2 separate regions of the Oryctolagus cuniculus genome follow, and region 1 is linked to region 2. Evidence: chromatin contacts called from public Hi-C data. All regions are on one chromosome and are shown on one strand. Each heading gives the region's core, a stretch centred on a gene start, on an enhancer-like site or on the middle of the called end of the contact. The rest is flanking DNA. Distances are from core to core; before and after follow the strand shown.

Evidence for each region. A called contact is a pair of places that touch in the nucleus more often than the background predicts.
Region 1: a Hi-C map of an unstated tissue shows a contact between it and region 2, with 6 times the contacts expected there. The contact joins the promoter of APOO here to the enhancer-like site in region 2. A contact is called at or near these places in 2 of 6 Hi-C or Micro-C datasets (skin fibroblasts and an unstated tissue).

The regions. Positions count from the first base shown.
Region 1 is chrX:10,139,830-10,143,789 of mOryCun1.1, forward strand. APOO (apolipoprotein O) reads right to left here and starts at 1,556. Exons shown (of 8, transcript XM_051827635.2): 1 at 1,296-1,556. The coding sequence starts at 1,304. It overlaps CXHXorf58 (chromosome X CXorf58 homolog), which reads left to right and starts at 1,562. Exons shown (of 9, transcript XM_008272453.4): 1 at 1,562-1,835; 2 at 3,366-3,483.
Region 2 is chrX:8,163,402-8,167,658 of mOryCun1.1, forward strand. The region is part of intron 12 of PHEX (phosphate regulating endopeptidase X-linked); the gene reads left to right. Among named protein-coding and RNA genes, the nearest start is that of PHEX, 96 kb to the left of the region's middle. Within about 2 kb of position 1,735, at least 1 of the 8 cell types and tissues checked has an H3K27ac peak or open chromatin away from gene starts, as enhancers often do.

The sequences.
Region 1 (3,960 bases), core at 306-2,805, 2.0 Mb after region 2:
AATCCAGGGGCCCCCCTATATACAGACCCTTTGAAGGACTGAGGACCCCAGGTTAGAAACTCCTGGCTAAGCCAAAAAGATCCTGCTCCCCTTTTTTACGACCACAGTATATAGCTGGTACCCATGCAGCTGAACTGGTCACAGCATAGGCTTCATCGTAAGCCTAAAGCCAAGCTGAGCTGCTAGCACATAATAGGTGTTTAACCTCAACTTGTCAAATGAATGGAAGTTGCTTATGGGATTCGTCCTGCTGACTAAACCGTGAGCTCGCCGAAAACAAACCAGAGGCATGTCTACATGCCAAGACCTCTCTCAAGCGTCTTACGCACAACTACTTCCTCCTACGACTACCTATGAGGCAGATGCTATCATCCCGATTGTCACCAACAGGAAAACAGGCAGAGAGGTTAAATGCCTTGTCCAAGGTCACACAGCAGGACGGGCCAAGGCCAAGGCTAGCAGGCAGAACCGATGTTCTGATTTTATGGTCTTTATTAATGTGCTGAAAGCATACAAGAGCTCAATAAAGCTTAAGCGAGCAGCACAGTTCTAAGATGTCATTAGCACTACTTTACGGGTATGATGCCTCTTGAACGCTCAGTTTCGTAGATTAATTTCTGATAGCCTATGACTTGTTTTTTGTGACTGCAAAAATAATTTTTAAAAAATGGCTTAATGCTACAATACGGATTTTTGGAAATAAAGTCTTCATTGTCTGTAAAAGTCCTTTTATTAAAGGCCACAAGCACATAGATCCTAAGAAAGTCAACACGTCCATTTAAACACGGATAATGGTCACTGGGATGTGGAGCTTCCCTCCCCAGCCAGCCATTCCCACACTAGCCTCCCGCTTCCTGCAGCGGCCACTCCGAGGGCGACCCTCCCCCACCCACATACCAGGTTCTTGAAATCTGATGCTGCCCGGCAACCAGAGTAGCAAACCCCACGTCGCCAGGAACTAGCCTCACCCTGCCCACGATCCCGAGAAGGCACCAGCCGAAGGGGTGGGTGCTTTGCGGAGAGTGTCGTAACTTTTCAAAGTGTTTTATTCACGGAAGCACGACCCAAAAGGGCCGTCGCGACCCGCCCCCGAGTCTCACGCCTCCGCCCGGCAGCCACTCGCCCCAAGATGACCAGTGAATGGACCGCGGGGCCGGAACGCAGCCTGCCTGCAGGCGGGAAAAGCCTTGGGGCGGACCGTGCCCGGTCCCCGGAAAGGCCCACGAGAGCGCGGGGAGGGCTCCCGGTGGCCGGGAGGGGGCGATGACAACTGTGACCCGACTCCATGCTCTCACCTTGAACATGTTGCTGGCAGCGGCGGTTCCGGCAGGGTCACCCCGGCCTCGGCCCCGCCTACCACAAAAAGCCGACTACGGAGGCCCGATAGGGCCTTGTTTCACCCAACCGCAGGCGTGCCGCGGCGCGGGTGACGAACGTATAGTCAACTCGATGAGGCGAAAGTTTAGCTCAACCACCCTGGACTGGAAGCGACGTCACTGAGCGGCAGCGCGTAGCGCCCCGGACGGCGGGCGGACGCAAGCCCCGCCCTCCGTGACGCTCCGCCCCTGCGCCGGTGGTTGCTAGGCGGCAAGAAAGCCCCGGCTCAGTGTGGGCGGCACGAGGAAGCGCCGGGAGGGAGGCGCGAGGAGGGAGGCGCCGGGCGCCGCTGGGCGCTGGGAGTCAGCCTTCGCCTCCAGGATTGGGCGCCCGGAGGTGTGGGCTGGGAGTCCCGTCCTCAGAGGCCTCCGGCTGGGGGCGCTCAGCGGGCCTCAAGCTTCTTCCAGAGTCTCGCAGCCAGAAGCCGCCGATAGGAGCCCTGGATTTACCTCTCAAAGGTTTTTAGGGTTTGTTTTGTTTTTTAAGATCTACTTATTTATTTTGAAAGAGTTACAGAGATAGAGAGAGAGAGAGAGAGAGAGAGAGAGAGAGAGAGAGAGAGGTCTTCCATCAGCTGGTTCTCTACCCAGATGGCCGCAAAGGCCAGAAATGGCCCAGGCCAGAGCCAGGGGCTTCAGCTGAGTCTCCCACGCAGGTGCAGGGGCCCGAACACTTGGGCCATCTTCTGCTTTTCCAGGCCACCAGCTGGGATCCAGATTGGAAATGGAGCCCTCAGGACTGGAACCAGCACCCACGTGGCAGTCACAATGCTGCCTGTTTTTTAGGTCTTTACCAGGAGCTAGACATTTATCAGGCTTTAAGTTTAGTCGCCAAGGATGCTTTTTTCTCTCTTTAAAATACTTAAGCATTACTATTTTATTTGCAGTATTTTCTTTTTCTATTTAATACCATTGGTTGGACTCTTTAATTAACACACAATTGCTTTAGGCGTGTAAAATTAACTGAAAAGTGATCCCTGTTAAATATAAGAGTGGGAATAAGAGAGGGAGGAGATGTACAGTTCAGCACATGCTCACTCGGACTTATCCCTAATGGTAGAGCTAGAAACGTGCCATGGGACTCCAAATCCCATCAAGGTGACGTGTACCAATGCCATCTTACTAGTTAAAGTGATCAGTTTAAATTCATAATTGATCATATAGGATTAAGTGTCAAAGGGATCACATAAATAAGGCCAGTGACAAAACCCTCAGGTGATTACTGATGCCATAAACAAGAGAGTCAATTGTTGAATCAACAACAGGAGTCACTGTGCACTTACTCCCCATGTAGGAGCTCTGTCCTTAATGTGTTGTACTATGAGAATTAACAGTAAAACTACTACTCAAACAGTACTTTACACTTTGTATGTCTGTGTGGGTGCAATCTGTTGAAATCTTTACCTAGTATATACTAAGTTGATCTGTATATAAAGATAATTAAAAATGAATCTTAATGAAGAAGGGGATGGGAGAGGGAGTAGGAGCTGGGATGGTTTGCGGGTGGGAAGGAGGTTTAGGGGGAAAAACAGCTATAATCCAACAGTTGTACTTTTGAAATTTATATTTCTTAAATAAAACTCTTCTAAAAAATAAAAATAAATACTTAAGCATAAGCCCTTCACTGGAAGTTAAATGTTCCTTAATGTTTCCGAAGTAAGAAATCATCACAATAATTATCTTAAAAGAATAGCAAGCACTGATACCGCACTTGTTATGTGCACATCTTTGATTTCAGCTCCTTACATACATCCAGCTATTCTTTCACACAACCCAAGTAGGTGGACACAGTTATTACTCCCAATCTACAGATGAAAAAACTGAGGCACAGAGCTGTTAAGTCATTTGTGCAAAGTTACACAGACAGAAAGTGGGAAGCCAGGATCCAAACCCTGGAAGTCTGCCTTTGAAGCCTGTGCTGTAGCCTACGGTGTTGCACTGTCACATGATGAGGATGTTTTACATATTTCATTTTGTTTCTGTCTTAAGCCAACAGAAAGTTGAAACCACAGCCAGGCAGGCGTGGGGAGAATTTGCAGATTTGTGCAGTGGCATATCTCTGTCCTCCTGCAGAAGACCCCTAAGGAACACAGCTCTGGTTGAAGAAGTAAGTTTCTCATTGCTGCGAGGAAAATGCACATCTGGAAAAACAGTGGGGCATTTCAGTAAGAGAGTGTTAGGAAGATTTATCATAGCATTTGGGCTGTGGGTGGTTTGGGGGTAGTTCAAGGAAGCAGGGCTTTGTTCTGATTGGTGTTAACACCAAGGCCCAGCTGTGAGTGCCAGGCCAGCTCCCAGCTGTAAAGCCATCCGCATCCCTGAGAAGTACTGACGGGACTGATGGCTCTGCATTAGTAATGTAACTCCACACATACACAGAAGGGTGAAGCATGGTGCTAAGTTAGGGCAGGAGTTCTTGATTCAGGACTATGTGAACTTGACTGGGGGAGAAACAACCTCATTGTCAGTAACCTGCAACTGAACTTTAGTAATCGTGCAGGCATCAATACAATGCATAAGTATTTTCATATTACAGGCAGAGCCGACATCTCATTTGTGTTCATTATACTACTTGAAAACTACG
Region 2 (4,257 bases), core at 485-2,984:
ATGGGCTGTGATGGGAAGCTCTCCAGATGGTAGACGGAACTTTGGGCAGCAACATATTGCTGCCTTGTGAAGGCTTCAGTGATGTGCCGAGCTAGCCTGTGCTATCTGGAACAGTGTGTTGTGCACTAGGAAGGCAGACACTCAGCGTATCAGGGGCCTTCCTCTTAGCCTAACCCCTCAAGGGTTGCAGGGCTATGTGGATGAATTAGCACAGGGCCACCAGTGTGGAGGGTAGGGGCGAGTGTGTGTGTGTGTGTGGCAAATGCATGGCTACCAAAGTAGTGTTCAGGGAGCTGCAGTTAGTTCTCTGAGAAGACTGGATTGAGACAGCCCCAGGGCAATCTTGTGAGCTGCACAAGTGAGTGGGTGCTTTCCTGTTGGTCCATGGGCCCCGTGGGTCCTTCTTGTGGGAGGCTCCTCTCAATCCTTCTAATATTAGACGTGTTCCTGTTTGCTCTCTGAGTTGCTCTCCAGTCTTCTATTTTATTTCAATGAGCACTGTCAGTTTTTCTTCTAAAAGTACTCTTTGAACATGCTGCTTGCTTTGAGCTGAGTTCGACCTGCCAGGAGCTTTCCTAGTTCCTCGACAGGTACATATATCAAAGGCAATTGTCCTACTGGATCTCACCAACTTCCCTGAGTGTATCTTGTATTACGGAGTTCAGAGAGGTTCCTTTAATGAAAGGCAAGAAAGAGGGATGTTGCCCAAGAATTTCCAGCAGTCTGTGAGGCCGGTCTGGTCCTGGCCCCTGGAAGATGCAGATTTTCTCTAAATTAAATGAACCTGCAGTTCTGGAAGTAACCTCTGGGTGGAGCTCGTAGTACTCACAAAGAACCCTGCAAGCGGAAGGCTTGTCTGCAGCCTTCTGCGCTGAGGTTGTTTTTGAAAATTTATTTTTTTCTTGCCCTTTTTTCTCTGCTGTCCTCAATTTGATTGCCTTTTAATAGTCAACAAGAAAGGCGAGGCTCTGCTTTATAATGCCTTGGGTCTTACATGGAAATCTCTAACCATCTCAGGGCTTTGTGTTTCTGATACTGAGTAGCCCCTGCATTAAGAAAGGATTTGCTCGCATTTGAAGTGGAGGTGAATAATTCGCTTTCTCTTCCTGGTATGACTTGGCACTGTCTTTGGGCATGTGTTGCATGCAGTATATCACGCAGGCGGAAGATTTCTCATCAATAATAGTGCCCACAGTGGGCCAGTGCTGAGTCACTTGGCAACCCACTGGGAAAGCTGGGAAAATGTTCCGCTTTGTGGCAGGCAGAAGCTTTGCTTTCCCTCACCGTGGAGCCCTGGCCTGCAGCTAATTGAAGTGCCTCCTAAGAGCCGTCGACCTTGGTGTTGCATGCGACCCGCCTCTTGGACTGGGCAGGTCTTGGTCCCCGCAGTGGTCTGAGGCCTGACGCCTGGGCTTTTGTGGCAGTGTGACCACATCTCCATATGGGAGCGTGTGCGTGTAGTTTAATCATGCTCCTCTCTGGGGGTGATCACTGCTTCAGTGAGAGTAAATTTGTTCCCTGCGTCTCTGCCCTTTCCTGCTCCCTGTCCTTATCGCTTAAGAGGCCATGGGTGGCCGTTGTGTTGTGAAACCGGTGATGGATGTTTCCAGTGGAAATGTGGTATCGTGAAATAAACACCAGTTTCTGTTTAGGGCTCTGTGAGCCCAGCAAGAATGTGCTCTCAGTGTAAACAAGCAGCAAAGGACAGGAGGCCTGCTATTTTTTCCCGTTGTCATAGCTATTGAGTGAGTGTTAGGCGATGCTAGCATGTTTTGAGGGGTGTCTTCAGGAGGATTTGCCCTTGGCGGAGCAGCAGAGGAGGATCTCAAGGTCACTACGCTGTGATTCCGAGGTCTGGCAGGAGAGGGACTCGGCACCACCTCAGCCACCCTGGCCAGCTCTGGGTCAGATAGGGAGGAGAAGCTTCCTGGGCTCAGCTCATCTCCAGCTGGATTCAATTTCGTAGCCAAAGGCTTCCTCCCTTCTGCAATATTTATCTGTGCTCTTTGCACCTAAGACCTAAGAGTGTTAGGACACACGTAGAGAAAAATACCAGGCTGAAACTCACAGGAAGGTAGCAGCCTAAGGAAGCTTAAGGGAGTGACCTTCACCTTGGCCACAGCAGGGGCACAGCACTCTGCGCACGGTGCCAACTCCACAGGTCTGTGACTGCCATGCATAGGCTTTGAGGGAGGTGGGAGAAGTGGAGAAGAGCGAGGTGTAGCTCGCCTCTTTGACTTTGGCTGTAAGCTCTGTGCTGAGTATTGGATTTCCCCCGGTATGCACTTGCTACCTGCACTGAGCACATCCTGAGCCCAGAGGTTCTCAAGGGGTGCTTCTCAAGGTGAGATCAGCCAGCAGGGAACTTGTTAGAGGTACAAATTCTCAGCCTCACCCTATCATCTGTGCTCCGGGGCTGGGGCCTGCGTTCCTTCCCGCCTCACTGGCCGCCTGTGTGCTTTCCAGATGCAGGCTCCTACAGTGTGCCTAAGAGCTTTCTCTCTCCTGTAGATCCTGCTTTGCCACCCACACCAAGGGCCTGACGTGTGAGGTTCTTAGCACGCCTCCCGCAGCCTCCCTCAGTGGACAGTGGGTGGGAGTTGAGGTGGCCCTGTCCCAGCGCCCTCGTGCCTGCAGGCTGTGTCTCACTGGGCCCCCAGAGCTTCCCCAGGTGGGCTTGAGCCGCTTCTCCTCACTCTCACCCCTGGAGCATGTGTTTTGCCCGGGCTTCCTCGCCTTTAAGCCACAGTGCGGCGTGCTGTGTCTGCATGCTGGCCTTACTTCCGCAAACTCCATTGCAGGTATTTCCAACACGAAGTGCCAGGGGTGGGGTTCAGGCGTGCTCAGTGGCGATCGCTTTTCTGCAGGGCCTCACCCTCCTGGCACAGCACAGGAGTGCAGGGATGCAGGGACCTTGGGAGAAGTGTTGGTTAAGGTGCTGCAGACTCAGGAGCTGAGGGAGGAGGCCCAGGAGGCTACATGGAGGCACCCATCTGCCCTTTCCTCTCTTCCCCTGTCCATCTCCAGGCACGATCCGTGCTTCCTCACCCGCCAGTCTCAACAACTCGGCGTCCAACTGTCCTTCGCACTTCTGCTGCACTGTGCGCATTCATCTGAAATGGTTGTGCAGAAGAAAGGGCTGTTGTCATACAGTCGGCTGCCCTTCCCCATTACAGGGCCCGTGTATCTGCATCACTGCTCAAGAATGCAATCACCCTGCTGCCTGAATCCACCCCTGGGCTTGCCAGAGACACTAGGGCACAAAACAGCATGGAGACCGCCCCCTCCAGCTCCCACGTGCCCGTCCTGAGCTTGCACCCACTCTCGGGCCCCATCTCCCTGCCTCTGTGTCTCTCAGTCTCTTTTGCACACACACAGACCAAGGGAATGGACTTCATTATACTGGTGTCGTCTTTCTCTCACTGGCTTGAACAGGGTGTCAAACACACAGGTTAGGAAGACACACTAGAGACAGCCTGCCTAGGGTCCAGCCAACGTGCACGCCTTATTAGCTGTGTGACCCTTTGGGGGATTTCTGGATGTCTCTCACCCTGAGTTTCTGCATCTGCACATGGGGAGATGTGTGCCTACCTCAGTGACCCGAGGACTAAAGGAGTCATTGCACCTGCAGTACCTAGCAGAGCTCCCGGAGCAGGAAATGGGTGCTCCAAGCTGTCCACACCTGTTACCAGACAACTGTCCTGTGGGATGAGGAGGCTTTGGCTGGAGCAGCTGGTGCCAGGGTGGCTGAGGGAGTGAGGCTCAGTTCGCATGTCTGTGTCATTCACTGGGGTTTGCTCTTGGTTAGGAAGGTGGGGAAGGGAAGTGGGTGGGCCTGGGAGCCTGTTACTCTCAGCTGCTGCAGGTGCAGCTCTGCCTGTGTGTCCCCCATCGCCCCAGGCGTGTGCAGCAGTGAGCCATCCCTGCTGGGGACGAGATGGTAGGGTGGTTGCTTTTCTCTGTGGATCTGGGATTTTCTGGGTTTGAGCCAGTTCAGTATTGCCTTTGTGATATTTTGAACACCAAAGCCAATCTCTGGCAGGCATAGTTGTTTGCTGCTTACATGTACTGCAGGCATGTTATGCATGTCCTAGCCCCTCCCCTGCCACCTCCAAGTTTGGGATTGAGTAGAGTATGAAGTGGGGCCTGAGAATGTGCATTGCTGGCAAGTTCTCAGGTGATGGTGCTGTAGGACTGGTGCCACATGAGGACTTTGAGTGAGCTCAGCTGAAAATTCCCGGACCCTGAGGCTGTGTT